2 separate regions of the Gossypium hirsutum genome follow, and region 2 is linked to region 1. A link is a contact called in public Hi-C data. All regions are on one chromosome and are shown on one strand. The core of a region is the stretch at or near the end of the contact, and the rest is flanking DNA. Distances in the headings are between cores, read along the strand shown.

Region 1 (6,279 bases), core at 3,563-6,062:
TTGATAACTATGGGGTTCCTCAACTTTTGTAACTGATGAATTCTTCTTGTACAACCTGCAGACAAGTACGGCAACCCTGAACCGGCAATGCCACTCGTAAATGGTACTCTCCCGTTGAATTAATTTATAAAGATACAAAGAGAGTATGGATCCACTTATACTGTAAAATCATTTGGTACAAATTCATGATGCATGAAGGTGTCTTTCAGGAGATGATCGTGTGCGTAATGGGCATGAGTTTTCGTTCGGGGTTGCCTGTAGAATCATTTGTACTGCTGCCTTCGGGCCACCATATGTACCGTTTTTGGGTTTTGAAGCTTTCAATGAACTTCGTCTTCCCATTTGCCTAACTGTTTTTAAGTGAATCGTTCCTTATTTATATATGTAATACAAACAATTATGGAAATATGTGAAAATAATTATTATCAATATGATAATATTTCTGTACCTATCTTCTTTTCTTTTCTTTTTTTTTTTTGATGCAGCCAAGTTTTCACTTTGTAAATACACACAAAAGATGATAAAAGTACTATAGAGACCCTTGTATTAATAGTCGAATTGTACTTAAAAAGTGAACAAATCAATCTTTGTATATTAGATCAAAAAATAAATTGATCTTTCCATTAAAAATCTTCAATTTTTACTATTAGTATGAGGTAAAAGTGGCATCGCCACAAGTTACTGTCTAGTTATTCTATTAGTCAGGTCAGTTTTTAACAGTATAAATAGATGAAACTTTTAACAAAAATGATCAATTTACTCTTTGCTTTAACATATAAGAATTAATTTGGATATTTTTTGAATAGATGGGTCAAAATGCAATCTCACTTCTAGTACAAGGACCTTCGTAATACTTTTACCCACTAAAGACTCAAATTTTTACACATGATATTTGAAATATCTACAGTATTAAATTTGTTTCTAAAGAAATATCTACAAGAATATCATCCATTGCTGAACTCGTTGGTCTTGCTTCAACTACATTAATAAGCAAGCAATTGCAGTTCCCAATCTGCAATTTGTTCAAGACATTAAAGAAACTCTTAGTAAGACTAGATAAAAATAACATACATTGGCGCGTGCATGAACATACATACAAACATAATTACATACACACACGAGCATGCACACACACATATACACATTCACGCACGCATCCATACATAATGCATGCATGAAATGGAAAGTAAAGAACTGGCAAAACGGAGAGCAATGAAAGGAAATTTTGCAGACCTTTAATGAGATGAGCTGCCTTGGGACTCTCTTGATCCAATATAGACATGAGCAACATGGCTTATTTTAGGCCAATCTTCACCAATATCCTTCCTGCACCTCTCTTCCAGAGCTGGACATTCTAGAATAGACAAATGCTGAAGTGAACCAACAGATTGCAGACCACTTGGGAGGGAACTTAAATTATGACAATCTGATAATGCCAAAGATCTAAGTGAGGGTAGTTCTGCTATCCATTCTGGCAGAGCGAGCAGACCTGGGCAGCTGCGGATTTCTAGATTCTGCATTGAAGATACATATTGCAACCCATCGGGGAGACAATTCAGCTCCGGACAGTTCAAAATTGATACACTCTTGAGGCTCGATAGATGTTGGAAACTGTCGGGTAGAGAAGCCAAATTTGGACAGTACATTATGGTTAAGTGCTCAAGGGCAGTAAGGAACTGCAACTCTGTTGGTAAGGACTTGAGATTACTGCACATCTCAATTGATAATGATCGTAGGGACCGCAGGCCTTGTATATCCTCGGACAAGGAAACAAGACTAGGACATTCAATGATCTCCAGGGACTCCAATGAGGTAAGGTTTTGCAATCCTCGAGGTAATGAATGTAGCTCTTCGCACCAGCAAATTGCTAATGATTTCAGGCTGGTGAGTTTCTCTAAACTTGGAGGGATCGAGTGAAGTTTTGGACAAGAACTAATCTTAAGAGACATGAGAAGAGGATTGTTTTGGAGCAGCTTCTCCAAGAAGATCAAGGGCTCTACAAAATCACCTACCACAAGGGTGCTTAGAGAAGTCAGGTTAGATGCTGACCGTAGTACCATTTCGTTGCAGCTGTGCAGCTCCAGATGTTGAAGCAATGGCATCCATGGCATGTTTTGCAACTTGGAGCATTTCTTGATTGTCAGTTTGACCAAAGAAGGGAATTCTTCTCTCCTGTTGAAACCCCACCAGAATTCTAGAGAAGGGAAATCTGTTAGTGTTAGCACTTCTAATGAAGGGAATGGTCTACCCATGCTTTCTCCGTAGAATTCAGCTCCAATGTTTTTCACCGCTTCCATTCCTTGCAAGTACAGGACCTTAAGGAGGGAAAGCTGTCCCAACAAAGGGAGATATTTACATCTATGGCAGCTAATCAACCTGAGTTCGATTATATTTGGTTTCTGAACAGTCATCCATCTAGGCAAGTAGATTCCTTGGTACCCTCTGATAGACAACTTTTCAAGAAATTGATGTGGTTGGAGGTGGTTGAGCACTTCTAGCCAGTCATCATTGGAAATACCGTCATTTAGACTGTTAACATCACTTTCCCAACATAGACTCAGTGACTGAAGGTTTCGTTTTCCGATCAAGTTAGCTTCCATTGCCTCTGTTGCATCCTGTACATTCTGTAACTGTCTAATATTAAGCTCTCCACCAAGGTTTAGATTTTGCAGCTGGTTAAGATGTTGACCTTCACCATTTCCCACAATAAACGTATGCAATGTTCGAAGGTACTCGAGTTTTCCTATCCAAGGGGGCATTGTAACGAGTCTTTCACAGCCATTTATCATCAAATGTCTCAGTTTATACAATTTGACTATATCACATGGTAGTGCAGTGAGATTATAGCAATCGGAAAGGTTCAACACTTGCAAGTTACGAAGGTTGCAGATACCTTCCGGTAAATTTTCAATATGGGTGTTAGAGATGTCAAGATATCTCAAAAATATAGTGGAAGAAATCGAATCATGCAGCTTTTTTATGCCACTACCACTTAAATCCAGGACCCTCAAATGTCTAAAACTTGAAAAAATTTCACTAGGAACTTCTCCGAGGTCACCTTTTGGGAGCAATAAGAGGAGCGATCGTAACTTTTTTGCTGCATACAGAGCTTCCGGGACTGTATATAAGTTGAAATTACAAACCACCGTTGAATGACGAACTTCAGATAGATCTTCTGTCATATTATCATGCTCCAACCTCTTGAATTCATGTCCCACTATTGACTGTGCAAGATCATGAATAAGATCATGCATCTTGCAATCTGTTATGTAGCCACTTCCACTCCTTTGAATGTCTTGAAAGAAAAACATCCATACCAAATCCTCGAAATATTCATTTCCCAAATATTTTAACGACCTTCTTCCTTCCGGTGATTGAATTACACCGGCTGCAATCCACAACTGGATTAACTTCTCTCGTTTTATTATGTAATTCCTAGGAAATATCGCACAGTAAGCGAAGCAAGCTTTCAAATGTGATGGTAAGTGGCTATAACTCAATCTTAAGGCCGGTAAAATTCCATTTTCGGTTTGGGATACATCCCAAAGATCACTCTCTTGAACAATCAACCACTCTCTTTCGTTTCGTTTGAATCGCATTAAGCTTCCTAAAGTCTTAGCAGCTAAAGGCACACCACCACACTTCTTGACAATTTGCTTGCCGATAGGAAACAAATTGTGATGTTCCTTTCCGTTACTTCCAAAAGCTCGTTGCTTGAACAAACCCCAACAATCATCATCTGATAAACCTTCCAATTGATGTGTGTACACCGATTCCATTATCAATGCCACTTTTTTACTACGTGTAGTGACGACGACTCTACTCCCTTCCACACCATTTCTCAACGACATCCGTAAATTCTCCCATTCCCCGTCGTCTTCATTCCAAATATCATCCAACACTAACAAGTATCTCTTCCCGAGAAGCAACTCTTGTAATCTAAGCTGCAATACATCCATCCCCAAAACATCACATCTGCTTTTACTAACAGATTCTATAATGGAAACCATGATTTTCCCAACATCAAAATCATCATTAACACAAACCCAAATCTTCAAATCAAAATACGATACGACTATGGGATTATTATACACTAATTGAGCAAGTGTTGTCTTCCCAATACCACCCAAACCAACAATGGAAACAACTGATACATCCCCCATTGAAGACCCATTATTGCTTGATAATAATTCTTCTATTACCCTAACTTTATCCTTTTCTCTCCCAAAAACCTCTGATTCAACTATAAAAGACCCAGTTTGCCTTACCCCTCTTTTTCTAATACCCTTATTACTCAAATTGAAACTAGACATTTCTTCAGCTAAAACCTGTAATGTCTCCTTGATTTGTTTTAATCTGGGTAATAAATCTATACAATCAGCTGCTTTTACCAAAGAAGGTATAAAAGAACGTACCTGTTGAGCAATGGTACTATGGTCCCTATATTGAATAGATTGAAGAGAGAATTCATCAAGCAAATCTTCCATATCATAAGCAACTTCTTTAAGTTCAGTTAACCAAATTGTGAGATAACCAAATTGTGAGAGCTTTATTGGTTAATTGTTGTTCTTCAGCATCTGCAAGTACTGCTTGAATTATAAATAAGATTCTTTGAAGCTTCTTTACCTCTTTTTTGAGGCCAAGACTGTTGGCAATCTCGTTTATTAAAGGGTTGGCCAATTTTTCAAAGACTACTTGTAGAAGAGGAGATACAACTACGTCGGCCATTAGTGAAAAAATATTGAAACAACTGGAGATGATGGTTTTCAATGATGATTGTTCATATTTGGTGCTATCAAGAGAGAAGGAATTGACACTTGTCGGGGAAACGTTTAATTTTGGTAAAATTTTGATGTTAGACGCTGTATTTTGAGTATGATATGGATTTACTAACTTTAATTTAATTTGATCAATTTTAGTCCTTATATTCATGGTTATATGAACCAGATCGGATCAAGACTCTACCAAGGTATTAGTCTGGAAAAAGACTTTAGACCGGTTGAGCCATGAGCTGATATAAAGTTGTTGAATTGATTTTTAATATTTTTATAAATTTGTTAATGATTTATTTAATTGAACCACCCAGACTGCGAATTAGTAGCTTGATCAGTTCAACCACCAGACCGATTCTGAAAAGCTTGCATGTGCTTTTAAAATTTGTCGATTTTAGTCCTTGTCTTTTCAAATATTGAAACTTTAGTCTTGACCAAATAGTAACAGTTAAATCTATTTGGTTAAATTCTACTATTAATCTTGTATTATGTGTAAAGTTGTAGTTTTAGTTTATGTTCTTCAATTGTATTATTCTTAGCTGCTATATTTTTTAATTCCGAAAGTTCAATCTTAATGCAAAACGACAAAAGTTAAATCTATTAACTTATTTTTTTGTGAATAATATATAGAAATAATAAGTTGAAATCAAGTTACACATGCAATAATACGGTTGTTGCATCAAATTTTGAAAATAAAATAAATGACTTTAGTAGCTACCATTTGGGCAAAGCCAAAATTTTAAAAATTCTAAAAGTATAAGTACTGAAAATGACCAAATTGAAATATAGGGACTAAATCCATAATTTAAGCATAATATAGGGACTAATAGCAGAATTTATCCTATAAATTTTCTGTGGCGTAGGGAAGTGGAGACTTTTGGTTGGAATTGGAAGACTTGATGAGCCGCCACGCCATTGCTATCTGGTTCCCAGTTTCCTGGCTACTTCCAAGTAATTATGTGAATTAATAAATTACATGACTAACTTATTCATAAAAGTCAACAATTTAATTTTGAAATAAGTAATTTTATAAAGAATTAGATGATCTCACATGGTGAAAAAATCTGGCACCAGGACATGAGGATGCAGCTTCAAGGGTTACCCCACCGGAGCAGAAAGGATAGACGAGGAGTGTGGCCAGAAGGAATGGACGTAGCTTCCCTCATCCATATGGCCAGAAGGATGCAACTTCAAGTTGCCAAAGGAAACATATCGGGAATGGAGGATCTGCATTAATTTAAGAGCTATATGAGGAACACGAGAGCCTCTGATACCCTCAAGTGCAAGTTGTTTCCCCTCATCCATATGCATAGAGACACATTGGCACTTAATTTTTATCTCAATTTGTGACTGCAAATACATGACTGGAAGTCATCAACTCCTCCATGTCTGCATAGCAGTGGTATAGTTTCTTCGACTAATGTTGGTAGGATACTCCAATTGTGAAAGTGTGTTACATTGGCAGTGTCGTGAAAGCCTTTCAACAAATTGGAATTGGACAAGCAGC
Region 2 (7,052 bases), core at 3,774-6,273, 170 kb after region 1:
GTCCCGCATGTCTGCAAGTCAAATGGTACAGCCCAAGTTGCGAAATAGCATTTTAGGGGTGCAAATTGTGTTTAGTTCGAAAAAGCTTATGAACACACCTTCTCTTATCAAAGGCAAAGCTTTATGTACTATAGCAACTAGGGAAGAAAATGAAGCTCATTAGCATTCGAGTAAAATTAAAATTAACAACAAAAAAACAACAAAGCAACGTACATATATATCTATATATATCTGTCATTCTTTTACGGTCAAAACATAAATATATAGATACACTGCTCACTGCCCTCATGGACAAGAAAAGTCCTAACTATTAGAGACAAAATTACCTAAAAATATGTCGCTCCTTAACCCAACATTGAAATCTCGTACCCTTCCCATTTCATGTGATTCCTGGGGAAGGGCTGGGCATTGGGAGCCAATGTTCATGCATGTCCTAAACCTTTATGTCTTTGTCTCTCTTGTTCCTTTTAATGATGGGAAAGCATTTGGTATATTGTTTGTATGCAAAATTCAACGTATGGTTAGTACTTCTGTCTGTAGGATTATGTTGAGGAGTTTCTAATGTAGCCGTCTGTTCTGTATCTACTAGGAGGGTAACCAGTGCATGGATGTCCTTCAGAGGAATTTAGCTGAAAATATGTTGTTTATTTTTATCTCTTCGACATTTTAAGTCCCAAGCTGACAGCGACGAAGCTAAGAATATTTTTTAGAGGGACTGAGATTAGATTAAAATTTTTATAAGAGTTAAAATGTAAAATTTTTCATTGTAAGCTTAAAACTTTGTAATTTTTAAAAAAATTAAATTGTATTTTTATCATTTGAAGGGATCAAAATGTAATTTTATCATGTATTAATTTATAACCTTTTGAATTTTTGAAGGGTTAAAATGTAAATTTTCCATTCTAAGGGGACTAGAGCCCTGCCTACCTCTCTAGTGTGCCCATGCAGTTGACCTATTTAACTTTTTTTTGTGTACTGAACTTTGTAGTTAATAAATTGTTCTTTTTATTGAAAAAAAAAAGTGTTGAGGGAGTTTTTAAGTCTCTAAATTAATGTTTGGTTAAGTGTTAATTGATTATAGCATTGTCTGCTTAGAAAACTTATCATGTTTAAGTTGGGAAATTTGAGCAACAAAAATTATTGGGCTATGATTCTTGTTAATGTTTTGGACGACAACAAGCCCATCTTTGATATCCAAACTACACATAGTAAATATTGGTTTGGATTTGAATCAAAGCAATCAACTTCCCAAGTTAAATGAATGTGATTGAATTGAGCAAAATTTGAAAGTATATCTTGAGGATTCAAGACTTATCCTGGTATCATTGAATATGTTCTTTATACATATTATCTTGCTTGTTTCGAAGGAAGATTAATTATAATTGATAGAGTATGTTAGCAGGTCTCAATTATTTAAAAATTTAGGAGACTTGTATATGTAATGTACTAAGAGCACTTATTGTTGTTTATTAGAGAAACGGTTATTTTAAGTGCATTAATTGAGAGCACAATCAATTGTGCGACTTGGTTTAAGTCCTAAAGTCTAATTTTGATTCAATAATATACATTTTTAATCATCAATTTATTTTTACATTGGATAAATATAATTATTTTAAACTTAAAATGATGCTATATTAATAATTGTATTAATAATTTGTAAGAATTGTCTCAAATCAAAATTTTATGTATAAAATTATGCAAAACCAAAATTCATATATAAACTTGAACATTAAACTAAAGTTCGTATACAATTTTGAGATTATAATATATTTATTGGCATAGGCATTATTGTCAATGTAGGAGGACGTGTGCGTTAACGTGCATGATCTTTCTATTTATGGGTTGGGGAGGGACTATGGGTAATTCTAGATATTGTATCAAAAAGAACAAATATGATCAGAACCTATAATGAAATTGTTCAAAATTAATAATAATACTAGAGAAGTAATGTTTTGATTAAAAAAACTTACATGCATATAGTAGGTAAGTTATTTTTATTTGTTTTTCAATAAAAGTAAAATATTTATATAATTCTATTTTTTAAAATATTTTTTCCTAACTAAGTTGATGTCAGTTAACTCGATACACCGAATTTATGTAAAAAAAATATATTTCTAAACAATTATATTAAAATCAAATGAGATTTTAGTTGTAATGATTAAGTTAAAAGTTACTAATTCATGTGTCATGGATTCAAATCCTAATATAGTATTATTTTATTAAAAACATTAAATCACAAAAATATTTTTCTATTAATATTTATTACTTTATAAAATTATTTTAGTAAATTTTTTAATTAAGCTAATATCTGATTAACTCGTGATACCAACTTAAATATAAATTTTTATATATACATTGTGAAGGAATAACTTTGGATTGGTAAAGAAAAGGTTCATAAATAACTTTCAGTTCAAGTTGAGCCTTTATAGAGTCCGGGCTCTACTCAATCTAGGTCCATTTTCTTATCATGGATTTGGGTCAAAGCTCAGCCCAGTCTTCTTTAGAAGAAACTTTTCAATTATTAAATTAAAACATTAGAATTTTTTGTAATATATTATTAATATTATATGATAATAAAAAAAATATTAGTTAATAATTAAAATTTTTTAATTTTATAATCACATTAAATAAACAATAGCGTTAATTAAATTTTGCATTCGTGTTGAGTTACACTTATTGTTTTAAATTAATTATTACGTAATTAATTTTATAATTATATACCAATTAAAATTAAAATTTTGTAGTGTAATTTGATGCATTAGCCTTCACACTACTCAAGTTTTGATTGAGTGGTCCTTTTGTATAGCAATGTTCATACTTTAACATTGTTTTACATTTGTGATTGTAAAAGACGATTTGTGTCTTTTCTCTTTTTCTCAATGAAATAAAAGATCGAAAGGTTGATAATTTATTCAAAAGACTTACAAGATAATTTGGGAGAGTTTATACTAAATATACGAAGGTGAAACCATAATTATCTACAAGTGTCGTGAATGTATATATGATCAATTAGCGACCTATGCGTGTGTCACGACTTAGCATTTTGGGCTATCTTGTAACATTGTATTTGAATTATCCTGTTTAATTATCTACAAATAGACCTGCTCATGGGTTAGGCTATCCGGCTCATCTCGAAGGCCCGCCCGAAATGTGGGAGGATTTGGGTAAAAATATAGGCCTGAAAAATGGGCTTGGACAAAAAAATAAGACCTGTTTAAAAAATAGGTCGGGCCTCGGGTAAGGTATTTTTAGCCCGGGCCCGGCCTGAATTCACTAAATGACAAAAAAAATCTGCCATTTTCTTTTTTGTTTTTTAATGTTATTTTCTTGTTGTTTTCTCGCTATTTTGCTACTATATTACTATTAGTTGCTACTATTTTGTTGTTATTGTTTGGATATTGTATAAAACTTATTTTATTATTAATTTTGTTATTATTTTAAAGGTATTTGTTAATTTTGTTATTATTTTAAAGGTATTTGCTTGTTAAGTTGCATCTATCTTAGTGCTATTTAAGTCTACATTTTTTTAAAATTTATTTTCAATTTGTTGGAAAATATTTGTTTTGATTTTTTTAAATATTTTTGATGTATTATATATATTTAAAAATTATATAAAATAATATAAAAATAAATACGGGCGGGCTGGGCCGAGCCCAAATTTTAGTATTTTTATTTGGGTCGGGCTCAACTAAAATTTTAGGCCCATTTTTTGGGCCCGACCCGGCCCGAGCCCAATGAATGGGCCTAAAATTTTAGTTGAGCCCTGCCCGAACCCGGCCCGGCCCATGAGCACCTCTATGGACCACAAATTCATTACTTAATAGATTCAAATTCGGAATTTCCTATCACAAAAATTTAAAAATAATCATAGATTTGTAAAAAGACAATTCTAATTTAAATCTTACGACATCATTTACAGGATATATTGTTAGACAAAACACGTTAGCGAACAAAAATGTATAAATATAAATAAACAAATATTTATAGATAAAAAATAAAATAAATTGAATAATTTATATTTAAATTATCAGATATGAAAAACCAATAAATAACATAATAAAAACCAGGAATAAAAAAGAAGAAACAAGTTTTACTAAATGTTGAGACCTGTTTTACACAGTTTTCTTAAGACAGATTTGGCTGCTCCTACAGTACTTGGAGAATGTTTGGTTGAATGTCTCCTAGGATACAACAACATGATGATCGAAACAATAGCATCTCTGCAATGATCAACGGACAAACGGTGCCTTTTTTCTATCACTGGATGTTGGAAAATATAGAGAGGAAAAGAGAAGAATTTTGGAGAAAAATAATCTCGGTATGAGAGTGAGCAAAAAATTCTAAAGAAGTCTTAGCCTTTTATAGACATTCAAAGTGGGGGAGTTTTTGGAAATATTCATGTATAACGAGACAAAATCTGCATTAAAGGGGCAATTAAATCAATTTGATTAAAATAAATTTTACGTTGGGCTAAATATCCAAAAACCCATTATGGGCCCAACCAATCCAAACATTTCGCATCGCTTACATTATGTGAACAAGCCCCAACCCTGATAGGTTTGGATCTACACCCCCTCTATGTGTAAGACAAAGTTCCAAGCTTAATCATTCAATTGCCTTTTAAGTGAGTTCTCATACATATACACATCTCACACTTGGTATTAATCAATATGGATCTAAGCTTTTCTTTTCCTTAACAAATATTTCTAAGTAGCTTACTTTGAGCATCAATTTCTCATTCATCACTTAATCATTTTGAACATATGATATACCGTTATAAAGGTCTCATAGAGTAAAATATGAAATCATAATTTTATAATTATTCAACTCTCCACCTTTACCTATTAAAAATATGCCTCACAGTTTCCATAAATTACAATTTTTCCAAACACATATGAATTGGTACCTCAATATTGACCTCAATATTGAAAAAGAAAACTAGAAAAGCAAGGGGTGGGCTTTTATTAAAGTTCAATGTCATGTTTTTTGATAAATGTTCTATCCATACAGCTACACCAACTATCAATTTTCACGTGCACTTTACCCTTACCTATCTTCTTCTTCATCTTTCTTCACTTTGTTCACGTGTATAATACATTGTCCCAACTTTTTACCTTTTTGAATTTGCTTAGTAAAGTGGAAATTTGAAAGACTTTCTATAAGTTTGTTTGGTAGGAGAGATGAAAAAATGGAAGGAAAATAACAATGCATATTAAAAATACATGTGTTTAAAAATAAATATTAATGAGGAACAGCTGTACCTGTTTGACTGGAGTAAAGATAGAATTCTAATTCCTGTTTGATTTCGTTTTTTGAATTTATGGGCCAACTAGTAGCCCAATTTCATTCTATTTTCTTGGGACCAATTAGTTGGGTTTAACCCAATGGATTTTAATGTGTTACTGTTTTTAAATTATATTCCAAAAAAAAACATATAATAAATAATTAAATGTAAGATTTGAAATTAATAATAATAACAACACATATACAATATGTACGAAATTTAAACACATAAATACATAAGATAAACAATACTAAATGCATTATAATTATTTATCATGATTTTGTCATCATTTGTGAGTTAGCATCGAGTTGATTTGTGACACCAACTCAATTAACAATATTATCAATATATACAACTAATGGAGATAATAAATTATGCATATTAAAATAAAAATGCATAAAATATATCAAAATGAAGTTTTGGTTGAATGGTAAATTTAAAATTTTACTAATTCAATTGGTGCGAGTTTAAATATCACATATTCATATTTTCATTGGTTTTTGTTAAAATGAAAAGACTAATATATCCTCATATTTTCATAATTTTACTAATCAAGTTGGTGACTTGGTTGAGGGTGAAAACAACTTAGTAAAACACTTAATAAATAGTATTGATATATAACTAATGGAGATAATAAATTATGCATATTAAAAGAAAATTGCATAAAATACATTGAAATGAAGTTTTGATTGGACGATAAATTTAAGGTTTTACTAATCATTTGGCGTGAGTTCAAATTGGGCCATATGCCTATTTTTATTCATTTGTGTTAAATGAAAAGACTAATATGGTTTTTTTTATTTGTTTTTGTTTAAAAATAGAAAAAAAAAGAAAAAAAAACATTTGAAAAATGCGTAACTTTGAACTAACATACACATGTTTCTCCTTTCTCTCCTCTCATCTTTTTAAATTTGCCTCTAAATCCTTTTTGTGGGTGTGGTATGTGTGAGTGGTGTGGTATATTTCCGCCATATATGTGAGTACTAGTTTTCTAATTCTAAATTTAAAAAAAATATAAGTTTAGAGAATATAACATATATTTAAATGATATAATTACTCTTTATGTATGGTATCATTTAAGTTTTTTAGTGATGTTTTTGGTAAATTCAATGACTGAATTGATGCGATACAATATAGGAAAATGGAATGATAATATTTTTACAGTATCTCATTCAAAGGTGATCGACTTAGGACCTTTGTGTAAGCAAACTCTCTCTTTGAAAAGTAGTGTAGTGACATTAGAGGCTTCTATAGTTTAATTGCAAGGGTTGAAATGGGCCAGTTTCTAGAAACGGTTAACCACAACCAAAATTGAACCCATACCTCGTTGTGTTTGTGGCAATCCGAGCATAAAGTCTGTAGTAAATCTTGCCAAATATGCTCAGGAACTGGTAAAAGGGTGTAAATGCTGGCATTTTGAGTTTGCCCTTTATCAGTTTGGCATGTATAGCATTGTTTAGCCAATCTACCAACATCTCACTTCTATTGAGACCAATAATACGTTTCTTCCACAACAACAATTGTTTTATCTCTTCCAAGGTCATGTAAATCCTAGATAACTTTCTCACGCAAAGAAGTTCGAGGAAGGCAAAGCTTATTTCCTTTCATAAGGAAACCTTTGTAAATGTGGAACTCACCGTTGGCATGCTTATGCTTATATTGTAACATTCCTCGCCCGACTCGATTGTCAGGTTCTAGTTATGGAATGCAACATTCTTTGTCGTACCAACTACATTTAATTTACAAAAAAAAATATTCACATACATAA

The links. Hi-C and Micro-C count contacts between places; a contact is called where the count stands out from the background.
Region 2: a contact with region 1 is called in a Hi-C map of leaf, with 5 times the contacts expected there. The contact joins the enhancer-like site here to the promoter of LOC107941328 in region 1.

Annotation. Positions count from the first base shown.
Region 1 is chrA06:3,324,485-3,330,763 of Gossypium_hirsutum_v2.1, forward strand. LOC107941328 (disease resistance protein RGA2) reads right to left here and starts at 4,813. Exons shown (of 2, transcript XM_016874885.2): 1 at 1,234-4,813; 2 at 777-1,012. The coding sequence starts at 4,487. The coding sequence ends at 1,236. It overlaps LOC107941329 (probable beta-1,4-xylosyltransferase IRX9H), which reads left to right. Exons shown (of 4, transcript XR_005928252.1): 3 at 62-103; 4 at 210-449.
Region 2 is chrA06:3,494,963-3,502,014 of Gossypium_hirsutum_v2.1, forward strand. No RefSeq gene overlaps it. Among protein-coding and RNA genes, the nearest start is that of LOC121230300, 5.5 kb to the right of the region's middle. Within about 2 kb of position 5,024, at least 1 of the 9 cell types and tissues checked has an H3K27ac peak or open chromatin away from gene starts, as enhancers often do. A contact at or near this core is called in leaf, where this site is marked.